Regions from separate parts of the Hordeum vulgare genome. Here region 2 is linked to region 1. Evidence: chromatin contacts called from public Hi-C data. All regions are on one chromosome and are shown on one strand. The core of a region is the stretch at or near the end of the contact, and the rest is flanking DNA. Distances in the headings are between cores, read along the strand shown.

Region 1 (5,924 bases), core at 1,363-3,862:
AAAGAACACGCAAAATTCGCAAATAAGTTAGTAGGAACCCACCTTCATTGCCAGGTCCATAAGTTCGTTGGGCACATCTTGACCAGCAGCAATTAAACTATGAACCAATTCACCTGCAAATCGTGATTCTTTCTGTGTAATAAGAGTATATGCTGTGCCATCTTTATCACCGGCTCGGCCAGTTCTTCCAATGCGGTGAATATGCATATCCATTTCTTTTGCAATATCAAAGTTGACAACTGTTTTAATTGACTTTATGTCCAGACCACGTGCAGCAACATCAGTTGCAACAAGAACATGATAAATCCCAGACTTGAACTTCTGCAGTGTCTCCATTCGTGATGCTTGATCCTTGTCACCATGAAGTGCTGCAACTTTGAATCCATGCTGATTCAACTGGTTCTCAACCTCATCGACTCGAGCCTTCTTAGTTGCAAATACAAGCACATCTCCATCATCAATCATACCAGGCATTTTCTCGAGAAGCCATGGCATTTTCTCAGCATCAGAAGGGAGTACATTCACAACTTGTTTAATGTCTTCATTAGCACTGCCAACTTGGCCAACTGTGACTCGAATAGGGTCAGTCAAAATTTCTCTAGCCAATCGTTCCACTTTGTATGGCATTGTTGCAGAAAAAAGCAAGGTTTGTCGGTCTGGTCTAATTTGACCAACAATGGATCGTATCTGAGGCTCGAACCCAAGATCAAACATGCGATCAGCTTCATCAAGAACCAAATAAGTCGCCCGAAACATCCTCAGTGCCTTCATCTTAAGCAAGTCTATCAGTCTCCCTGGGGTAGCAACGACTATTTCACAGCCTGATTTCAGTTCTTTAAACTGTTCAAACTTGGAAACACCACCATAAACAGCAGCAACTTGAAGGTTGTAAGGCTTTGCAAACTTCTTAGCTTCGAGATATATCTGATGTGCCAATTCTCTTGTTGGAGCACATATGACTCCTATTGGACCTTCTTCCTTCTGAAGTTCAGGCTGATCCATAATATGAACAATCATAGGGAGCACAAATGCTGCAGTCTTGCCTGAACCAGTTTTCGCAATACCAATGATATCTCTACCTGAAAGGACAATAGGTAAAGCCTGGCACTGAATTGTTGTCGGCTTTTCATAACCCTGCTTGGCAATGGCATTCATCAATGGAACAGGAAACCCACAATCCTCAAAGTTTTTAACAGGCCTGGGCACATCAAAGCCTGAAACCCGGATTGCCAAACTTTTCATGTAATCAGCCACCTCTTCCACACTCATCCCTACAAGAGACAAATAGAGAAATTCAATAAATGCCTTCAAGTAGGAATTGCCAAACCATAAACAATGAGCAAGAACAACCAGCAAAAGTTATAATCAAGTTACATCATGCTAGATCACACAAACATGTACAAGTACTTGCAAGATTTCAGTTGCAATGGCTTGTAACATAGAGAGACTTCATTACACTAATTATTTAGCAATGTCAGCAGAAGGGGAACGAGACACCAGATGTACAACAGAAATGTTTCAGTTACTCAAGACTAGCAATCGAAGTGATTGTGTAAATTATGGCTCTCCAACTGCTGTCTCAGGGAGGGTAACTGCAAACTGGTGATTGTGTAAAGAAGTGATGAGCCGGTGCTTGCCATCTCAAAATAACAGAGATGCATTCTATACTAATAGCCAGCACCCAAACAATAAGCATGGAATTCAAAATAGTGATCACCGACCCTTGTAGGGCATCATTTTTGTTTACAGCATCCAATTGATATAGACTATTCTGGTTCATCATTTGATTGACTAAATAGAGCAAAGAATCTAGACCTCTGGTCAGGCTTCATATGGTGAGATCAAACTGAAGTAATGGCTTATAACAGTATAATCTACACAGGCCGCCAATTTAACAGTTAACCATACACAAGCTCAATCAAACGGTAAGATATACTTCACCTGAAACTGACGGCTTCTCCTCGTAGAAATCCTTGGTGAAGGGCTCGTACTCGATGGTCGAATGGTCCAGCGGTGGTATGGGCTCTATCTTCCTCTTGTCAACTACTATTGGGTTGTCGTCGGAGTCGTACTCCATCATGCCGGCGTCGACGGCCTTAGCGGCAGCGTACACCTCCTCGTCGGAGTTATACCCGGCGTTCATGACGTCGGCGGCAAGCGTGAGCCCGGCGTCCTTCTTGGCCCGCAGGAAGCTCTCCATGGGGTCGTCGTCCTCGTCGGAATCCGCGGGGCGGAGTGCCTCGGGCTTGGGCGGCGGGGGAGGCGCGCGGATCTCCTCCTGGATCTCTGCCATGAATGCGTCGAGCGGATCGATCTCGTCGTCCTCCGCCTTGCCGCCCTCCGCGGCGTCCGAGGGTGCGGCTGCGTCGTCAGAGAAAGCGATTTCCTCGAGGTCGTCATCCGCGGGAACGTAGAGGCGCGGCGCGGGTTGGGAGCGCTCGAAGCTGTATGAGGTGGGCCTCGGGATGCTGAAGCCCTCGAGCCTCGGTCGCTTCGACATGGACGGCGTGCAAGGTGGAGGTGGCGAGCGAGCTAGGGTTTGTGTAGCGAGGCGGGGAGGAAGACGATGGACACGGAGGGTCGGAGAGAACTGGAGCCGTTGGTTGGGTCGCTGGTGTTGTGGGCCGGGTACTGGACGGGGCTTGGGCCTCGGCGCCTCGCCGACTCACCGGTTCCGAGCAAGCCATCTCACTCATTGGGTTTCTTTTTCTTTTCTTTTTTTTAAGGGAAAAGCTTACCTTCGACATGTCGATTGCGCTCACTCATCCGCCGGCTCGACGATTGTCAGATCTGTCGTTGATCAGACGGACGAGATCGTCCCTGTTTCCGCGTCGCGACCATTTTCTAAAACAGAGCCGTTATTTCAACACTGTCTCCCGCAGTTGAGTGTCCACTCGCGTTGTTGTGTCTTGCTGTTGGATTTGGGAGGGCGACGGGGCCGGTGACGCACGACGGCACGGCGGCGGGTGGTCGCATCATTTGCAGCACGGTGGCAACGGCTACAGATACTGCGGTGGCCGGCGTCGACTCCAGCGGATATGCATGCTCATCCCCTCCCCCCCCCACCACACACACACACACACAAACTGCGTCATTTCTGCAGGTCCTCCTTCGATCGCACCATGTAGCCCCGTGCGGAGATCAATGCCATGTCGTTCTACGACGGGCAGCAGCTGGGCACCCCTATGGCGCTCTCGGAACTGAGAACGTAGGAGTGGCACTGCGTAGGCGTTTCCCGGGCCGTTTTCATGGCACTTTGTAGGCGTTCATGGCGGTCCTCCCGAGGTGGCTTCATGCATGACGACAACGGTGGCTTGGAGTAGGTAGTTCAGCAGCGTAGTAGCATGTCACCGATATGTGTGCTGGATGTGGATTGTTTGCCTTGTGTTGTTGAGATGTTCAGATGTTTCAGATTTGTATGTTGTGTTGGATGTGGATTGGATGATGCTTCATAGATCTTGTGATTAGAGTTGAGTGATGGATGTGATTCAGAGATGTAGTGATAATATTTTAATGTTTTTGAATTCTTTTGTTGAAATGTTTGTGAATTTCTGAATCATGTATCCTGATATCAGCATGCACCCTCACAATGAGCGTGCCAATGTGTAGGTTTCAATTAGTTTGACTGGGGCCATGGCTTTGGCAATGAGTGACACAATTAGTTTTGCTTTTTTGTTGTTTCAGTGAGCATGTTGTTGATTTTTAATATGTTTCGGGTTTTTATTACTTCCTAAATTCAGTGTTGCTGAAAATTTGTGGTTTGAATGTGATGCAGAGTAACCTAAAGTTATATGATCATAGTTTTCAGGTTGCGTTATTTTCTGAATTTTCCTCTGAAGCTCTTATAGCGAATATTTTTGTGAAAATTGAATCATGTGTGTAATGTATCACTAGTCTATGTACCTTGGGCTCCCATGTACCTTTGATTTTATTAGATTAATAGAGATGCATGATCATAGCATCTTGTTTTCATTTTTGGTTTGTTTTGCAGCATGCCCATCTACCAAACTCGATGGTCGAAGCGGCTACGTGAGATAGCAAATGCTATCGAAGGGAAGAAGAGGGATGTGATAAGCAAATCCAGCTTCAGTGATTTGCTATACATCTCTCCTTTTGTTCCTCCTAAAGAAGAGCTTCTCGATTTCATAGTCATGAAGATTGACACCAAGAAGCATGTGTTTAAGTATTGATCTGTTTTCTTTTCGTCATTTGTCTCCTTTTTCCTATACTTGTTGCATAACATGTTTTCCTCGCAACATATACTAACTTTTTAATTGTGTGTACTATAGAGTTAATGACAAGAAGATACACTTAACAAGAGACATGGTTAAGAGGATATTCAATGTGCCATCTGGTAGCGCACCGCTAGAATTTGGCAAGAGGGGCAAAGTGGACTTCTGTGAAGTTTATTTGGACAGCGAAAGGGCTCCAATACCCTCAATAATCGATGTTTTGTCTAAGGCAGATGATGATGACAAGGAGACCATCGAGAGGTCATGGGCTTTACTCTGCCTAGCATTGGTATTAACTCGTGGGATAGGAAATGTGGTTCCCCTAGAATATTTGTACACTTTCTGAGACATGAGTGTGTTCCATGAGTTCGCGTTTGATGAGCATATTATGTCTGATGTGATGAAGAAGTTAAAAAATACCATGACAGGAGGAACGACGGCAAAGCAAAATTCTTGATTGATGGATGTCTACCAATGCTTCCGGTACAACCCTTCTATTCCCGCTACATTTGCACCTTATTTTATCGGGACAACGACCCTTCTAGTCAGGAGCTGATGTTTCTTTATTTTTCTATGTGCGGGTAATTTACATGGACCACCTTGATGTGCCAAGAGTATGTTTAGTTAATCACACTATCAACTACTCTGCCTAGAGCTTGTTTTGTACATTAAATGGACTTTTACGTTGTTGTTGCTGTTGACATTCTGGATGATGGTTTTGGGAAGCGGCATGTAAGTTACTCAAGCCGAATGCATCACTTTTAATATATTTGTTTTATCTAGAGAACCTTCTTACCTATTCCAATTCTGAATTCATTTGTTTTTAATGCAATTTAGCTCTAGTACACCGTACGCCACCTATATGTGATGTTGTATTACCGAGTGGCCCCCGAGATACCTCTCCGTCACACGGAGTGACAAATCCCAGTCTTGATCCATGCTAACTCAACGAACACCTTCGGAGATACCTGTAGAGCACCTTTACAGTCACCAAGTAACGTTGCGACATTTGATATACACAAGGTATTCCTCCGGTGTCAGTGAGTTACATGATCTCATGGTCATAGGAATGAATACTTGACACGCGGAAAACAATAGCAACAAAATGACACGATCACATGCTACGTTAATAGTTTAGGTCTTGTCCATCACATCATTCTCCCAATGATGTGATCCAGTCATCAAGTGACAACACTTGTATATGGTCAGAAAACCTTGACCATCCTTGATCAACTGGCTAGTCAATAGAGGCTTACTAGGGACATAGTTTTGTCTATATATCCACACATGCATTTATGTTTTCATTCAATACAATTATAGCATGGATAATAAATGATTATCTTGAAACATGAAATATAATAATAATATTTTATTATTGCCTCTAGAGCATATTTCCAACAGTCTCCCACTTGCACTAGAGTCAGTAATCTAGTCTCACATCGCTATGTGATTTACATTGGAATGAATCTAACACCCATACAGTTCTGGTGTTGATCATGCTTCGCTCGTGGAAGAGGTTTAGTCAGCGGATCTACAACATTCAGATCCGTGTGCACTTTGCAAATATTTACGTCCTCTCCTTCGACATAGTCGCGGATGAGGTTGAAGCGTCATTTGATGTGTCTGGTCTTCTTGTGAAACCTTGGTTCCTTGGCTAGAGCAATGACACAAGTGTTGTCACAGAATAGAGTT
Region 2 (5,924 bases), core at 1,642-4,141, 490 kb after region 1:
CTCGCTCCATTGTTCCGGAGAACGGAGTCTTGGTCATCTTGGCCATGAGGCACGGTTCGCACGTGTCAAATGATTCAAAATTAAGAGACTCCAAAAGTCCATCTACATGGAGTTTCTTCATGCGTTTGACACCGATATGACCAAGGCGGCAGTGCCACAAGTATGTGGGACTATCATTATCAACCTTACATCTTTTGGTACCCACACTATGAATATGTGTAACATCACGTTCGAGATTCATTACGAATAAACCATTGACCAGTGGGGCATGACCATAAAACATATCTCTCATATAAATAGAACAACCATTATTCTCAGATTTAAATGAGTAGACATCTCGCATCAAGCGAGATCCCTATACAATGTTCATGCTCAAAGCTGGTACTAAATAACAATTATTAAGGTTTAAAACTAATCCCGAAGGTAGATGTAGAGGCAGCATGCCGACGGCGATCACATCGACCTTGGAACCATTCCCGACGCGGATCGTCACCTCGTCCTTCGTCGGCCTCCACTTATTCCGCAACTCCTTTTTTTGTGTTACAAATGTGAGGAACTGCGCCGGTATCAAATACCCAGGAGCTACTATGAGTGCTGGTAAGGTACACATCAATAACATGTATATCATATATACCTTTGACGTTGCTGGCCTTCTTATCCGCTAAGTACTTGGGGCAGTTCCGCTTCTAGTGACTGTTTCCCTTACAGTAATAGCACTCAGTCTCAGGCTTGGGTCCATTGTTTGGCTTCTTCCTAGCAATTGGTTTACCGGGCGCGGCAACTGCTTTGCCATCCTTCTTGAAGTTCTTTTTACCCTTGCCTTTCTTGAAACTGGTGGTCTTATTCACCATCAACACTTGATGTTCTTTCTTGATTTCCACCTCCGCTGATTTTAGCATTGAATACAACTCATGAATGGTCTTCTCCATCCCTTGCATGTTGTAGTTCATCACAAAGCTCTTATACCTAGGTGGAAGCGACCGGAGGATTCTGTCAATAACCGCGTCATCCGGAAGGTTAATTCCCAGCTGAGACAAGCAGTTGTGCAACCCAGACATTCTGAGTATGTGCTAGCTGACAGACCCATTCTCCTCCATCTTACAACTGAAGAACTTGTCGGAGACTTCATATCTCTCGACCCGGGCATGAGCTTGGAAAACCAGTTTCAGCTCTTGAAACATCTCATATGCTCCATGTTGCTCAAAACGCTTTTGAAGCCCCGGTTCTAAACTGTAAAGCATGCCGCAGTGAACCAGGGAGTAATCATCACTACGCGATTGCCAGGCGTTCATAACGTCTTGAGATGCCGGGAAAACGGGTGCTTCACCTAGCGGTGCATCAAGGACATACATTTTCTTGGAAGTTATGAGGATGAGCCTCAAGTTACGGACCTAGTCTGCATAGTTGCTTCCATCATCTTTCAGTTTGGTTTTCTCTAGGAACGCGTTGAAGTTCAGTGGGACATGTGCGTTGGCCATTGGATCTACAATATAGATTGTAAAGACAATTTAGACTAAGTTCATGATAATTAAATTCATCTAATCAAATTATTTAATGAACTCCCACTCAGATAGACATCCCTCCAGTCATCTAAGTGCTACATGATCCATATCGACTAGGCCGTGTCCGATCATCACGTGAGACGGACTAGTCATCAATGGTTAATATATCCATGTTGATTGTATCTCCATAAGACTCATGTTCGACATTTCGGTCTCTCGTGTTTCGAGGCCATGTCTGTACATGCTAGGCTCGTCAAGTCAACCTAAGTGTTCTGCGTTTGTAGACACCGACATTTGACGTGCCGAGTAGGGTGCGAGGCATTTTCGTTTCCTTGATTGGCGTCACGACACCTTCGCCCCACGGGCAACAACTCCATCAACACAATCATCACCGTCGTTTCCTCATCATTGTCTTCACCAAACCCTTCATCAACCTCAAGTAAAGATGGTGTGTGGTAGGCTTCCGTGTGCCGTTGTGTACCGATGCGTGCATGGGTGCGAGCCGCGCCACGCCGCACCCATCGGGAGGGAGACGCTCTAGCAGCCCGTTCCAAAAGATCACATCTACAGTGGCAGAGACAAAGGGTGGCAGGAGGGGCCCTGCCCCCCTTAATGTCACTGGTTTAAGCCTAATACTATTGTAAACATTGATTTTTTGCTGTTAAACCAATGTATTTTAATAAACTGGCTCTTCCAAGAAGATTTTAGCAACGTTTGGTAATTCTCATTTTATTTTCGTGGCTCCATCACTACCCCCTAGGTGACACCTGGACAACGGCGCGCGAGACATGCCACTAATGCAGGGTGACGGAGTGGCAAGGTACACGCACATATTCATATTCCTCAATTATCTTAGGTAAAGGATGGAAGAATTGTTTGGAAAACATTCAACAGTTTTGCTAGACGAGGACAAAGTAATGGTTTCTTGTAATTTACTCCTGTGTGCCTATCTGTTCTAACCTACTCTTATTTATGAAGTAATCCTTCTATAAACTAATATAAGATCATTTAGATCACTAAAGTAGTTATCTAAATGCTTTTATATTAGTTTACAGAGGGAGTACTTATTAAATAAGGCTAGTCTGGATGATTATTTATGTTAGGCAGATGATTATTTAAGAAGAGAGTTATGACCTTGTCTTATATGGTGGTTAATTAAGAAGAGAGATTCTGGATAAAGTCACCGTTGGCCTTATGTGGTTATTAAATAAACAAAGCATGTATATATAGCAACATATTAAATGAGAGATAATATTATTAAGAATCCTATATCTCTGAAGAAGCCTTCGGGTGCAATCGGATGCAAACCCAACGCCTTGCCATGTGCGTCACTGTTGTGTACCACTACACTTTTGGGCAGGCTGGCGGGTGGGCGTGGAAAGCCGTCGTCAATCCTCGCCGAGCACAGGAGAAAAGGCTGCTCCAATTGGCCCTGCCACCGAGGCCGCGGTCACGTGAAGCCCCTCTTCTGTGCCCTTCCTCCTCTTTCCCCACTCCACACTCTCCCCAACACACCAAAATTCCCCATCCACCCGTCTCCGCCATGCCTGGACTCTCCTGACCTAGCTTGCCGTGCCGTGCCCCACAGCCCCTCCGCCTCTCCTGCGCGGGTCGCCGCCGTCGCCATTACCCTTCTTCCCCGTCGCGGCATCGCGTGTCTCCACCCCGTCCGCAACCTCCGCCCGTTGGTTGGGTTTGGAGGTTACTTGGAGTTGGAGGTATGTTTCCGTCCAGCGATTAGTTAAGAAATCCCACTGGCCTCCACAATGCGCACGCGACACGCCGTCTAGATCCGCCACTGACCCGGCCGGTTGCTACAGCTCCAGCCTCCGAAGATGGGTTTCATGGGGGCGAAGCTGTTCCCGTCGTGCGAGAGCATGTGCGTCTGCTGCCCGGCGCTGCGTCCGAGCTCGCGCCGCCCCGTCAAGCGGTACAAGAAGCTGCTCGCTGAGATATTCCCCAAGACGCCTGTAAGTGCTCGCTTGTCGCTATTGTTGGCCGGCCTGGTTGGTTGCTGCTGCGGTCGTTGGATATGCTGTGCTGTGCTGTCTTTGATCTATAAGTGGACTAATCCACATGTTCCTTAAACATGCTCCACAGAACGTGGCCTTGTCACATGGTTATCTTCTGCCACCGTGTAACTGTTTTTTGCAGAATGTAGCTTCCGCTGTTGCTTGCAAAGGACACACTAATGCTCATGCAGTAGATTTTACCTTTGTAGGAGGGCCCCCCAAATGATAGGAAAATCATGAAGTTATGCGAGTATGCTGCCAAGAATCCCCTGCGCATTCCAAAGGCATGTGATCTTTGCATCATGCTTTCTCACATTACATTGCTAAAGTGTTCTTTAGGAGTCTTTGGTTAATCAATATTCAGTAGGTTTCTCTTCACTGCATGCCTGTCAGATTGCCAAGTTTCTGGAACAGAGGAGTCGCAAGGAGCTGCGCGCTGCTCATCTGAACTATGTCAAGATAATCACTGAAGCATACAGCAAGCTACTCTTCATTTGTAAGGAGCAGATGTGAGTTTCTGAAATTCTTGGCCGCCACTCATGTTTTCTATTCGAAAATGTTAATGGTTTCCGATGAATCTCCGTGTCTAAAAAGTTATGTTACTGTGTGCATGTGATGGTATAGGGCATATTTTGCCATCAGCCTGGTGAACGTCCTTACCGACCTTCTGGAAAGCAAGCAGGAGAACATTCATATCCTTGGATGTCAAACTTTAGCGAGGTTTATTTACAGCCAGGTGGGTATTATGATGGACCAGGCATGCTTAGAGTTATAAACATTGCATTTCAATCTGTTCCTCCTAATCATGAAAGACTACTACTCGAGTCACTTTATTTATTTTTGGTCATGTATGACATTCACTATGCTGGCACATTCACAGGTAGACAACACATATGCACGAAATATTGAGAGCTTGGTCCACAAAGTGTGCACACTTTCACGGCAACAGGGAGTGGAGCATAGTCTTCTGCGGGCAGCAAGCCTACAGTGTCTCTCAGCAATGGTAAATGTGGCTTTGCAGCTCTCTTTCTTCATTTCTGTTATCTTCACATTTCCAGGTAATTTGTTTGAATGTCCAGTTCAGTTAACTATTGTAATACTCGTGCAGATCTGGTTTATGAAGGAACATTCATACATATTTGCTGATTTTGATGAGGTAACTACAATCAGTTCTTTTAGTTGCATTGCTCCTTGGACAGTTGAATTCCAAATTGCTCAACCTGTTGCTTGCTTAGTTGCTTGTTTGCACCAGGTTATTACCAATAGAATGCTTGTGTGGTCATAAAGAATACCATTATTTATCTTGTCTTCTGCAGACTGCAAACATTGTTGACTTATCCAGTTCTGTAATGATTTCTGTTTTGACTTCTAGTAAAATGGTTATATCATGGTACATAAGAATTCAGATGGTTCCGTTATGGTTTCGCTATTTCTTTCGGGGAGTTTTCACTTCGCGTATTGTTTTGTTTGATAAGCTCTTGAAGAACTTTTATGTTTCTCAACTTTAATGCTATGATAGATGCTGACAATCTAACTCTCTTTGATGTGATAGATGGTGCAATCGGTCTTGGAAAATTATAGGATGGATGGAACTGCTGGTGGTGATGATGACAGACATGCATCACAACATAACTGGGTTGATGAAATAGTCAGGCGCGAGGGAAGAGCTGGTTTAGGTGGAGGTAATGATGTAAATTTCTGTGGTGCAACAACTACTAGACTGCGATCAGCAAGGGACTCTTCAGCACTGACCAGGTGAAGTGTCATTCTCATTTATATATGCTCGCTATAGTACCTTTTCTTTTCCTAAATTATGTGCAGAAAAAAAAGGAATGCTGGCGCACATCATATACACTTTTACTGCATTGCAACCTTTCAGTTCATTTTAGTTCTGTATGGTGTCTAGCAATAGTGCATGTCATTCCTTTTCATGCTTTGAAGGGTACATACATGCTAAAAGCCTATAACTGAGGTTCAGATACCACACTTAAAGTGTAGGTGTCTTTCAACTTCAGTTGACAACTTATTTGTGTGGCTAATGTGACCTTGCTATCAAGTACATGCACATTGCACTGGAGATGCAGAAAAAGAGCATGAAAGGACAGATTGAAGAAAAATTCCTTTAGAAGCATAGTAGATTATAATATAAATAAGTCAAGTATGTTTTTTAATCCATCAATCAAGGGACGAATGGGAACTTGATAGCAGAAGTAGTGGCCTTGAGAATGACCGTCCAACCAGTTTAAAAAAAAGAGAGAATGACCGTCCAGCCTATATTTTGTGACATGTTTGATGCTGCTTCTTTTTAGTATTCGAGCTCAGATGAACCCACCATATTATGATTCATTTGAATGTCGATGCAGGGAGGAGCGTGAATCTCCAGAAGTATGGTCCCATATTTGTGTTCAGA

What was found. A called contact is a pair of places that touch in the nucleus more often than the background predicts.
Region 2: a Hi-C map of seedling shows a contact between it and region 1, with 4 times the contacts expected there. The contact joins the promoter of LOC123448818 here to the promoter of LOC123448817 in region 1. A contact is called at or near these places in 3 of 6 Hi-C or Micro-C datasets (leaf and seedling) and 1 of 1 datasets of contacts at active chromatin or transcription factors (embryo).

Annotation. Positions count from the first base shown.
Region 1 is chr4H:426,950,994-426,956,917 of MorexV3_pseudomolecules_assembly, forward strand. LOC123448817 (DEAD-box ATP-dependent RNA helicase 24) reads right to left here and starts at 2,613. Exons shown (of 5, transcript XM_045125837.1): 1 at 1,942-2,613; 2 at 43-1,271. The coding sequence starts at 2,500.
Region 2 is chr4H:427,441,011-427,446,934 of MorexV3_pseudomolecules_assembly, forward strand. It overlaps LOC123448818 (protein SEMI-ROLLED LEAF 2), which reads left to right and starts at 2,892. Exons shown (of 20, transcript XM_045125839.1): 1 at 2,892-3,220; 2 at 3,323-3,472; 3 at 3,724-3,798; 4 at 3,908-4,023; 5 at 4,139-4,250; 6 at 4,395-4,517; 7 at 4,623-4,670; 8 at 5,067-5,269; 9 at 5,878-5,924. The coding sequence starts at 3,338.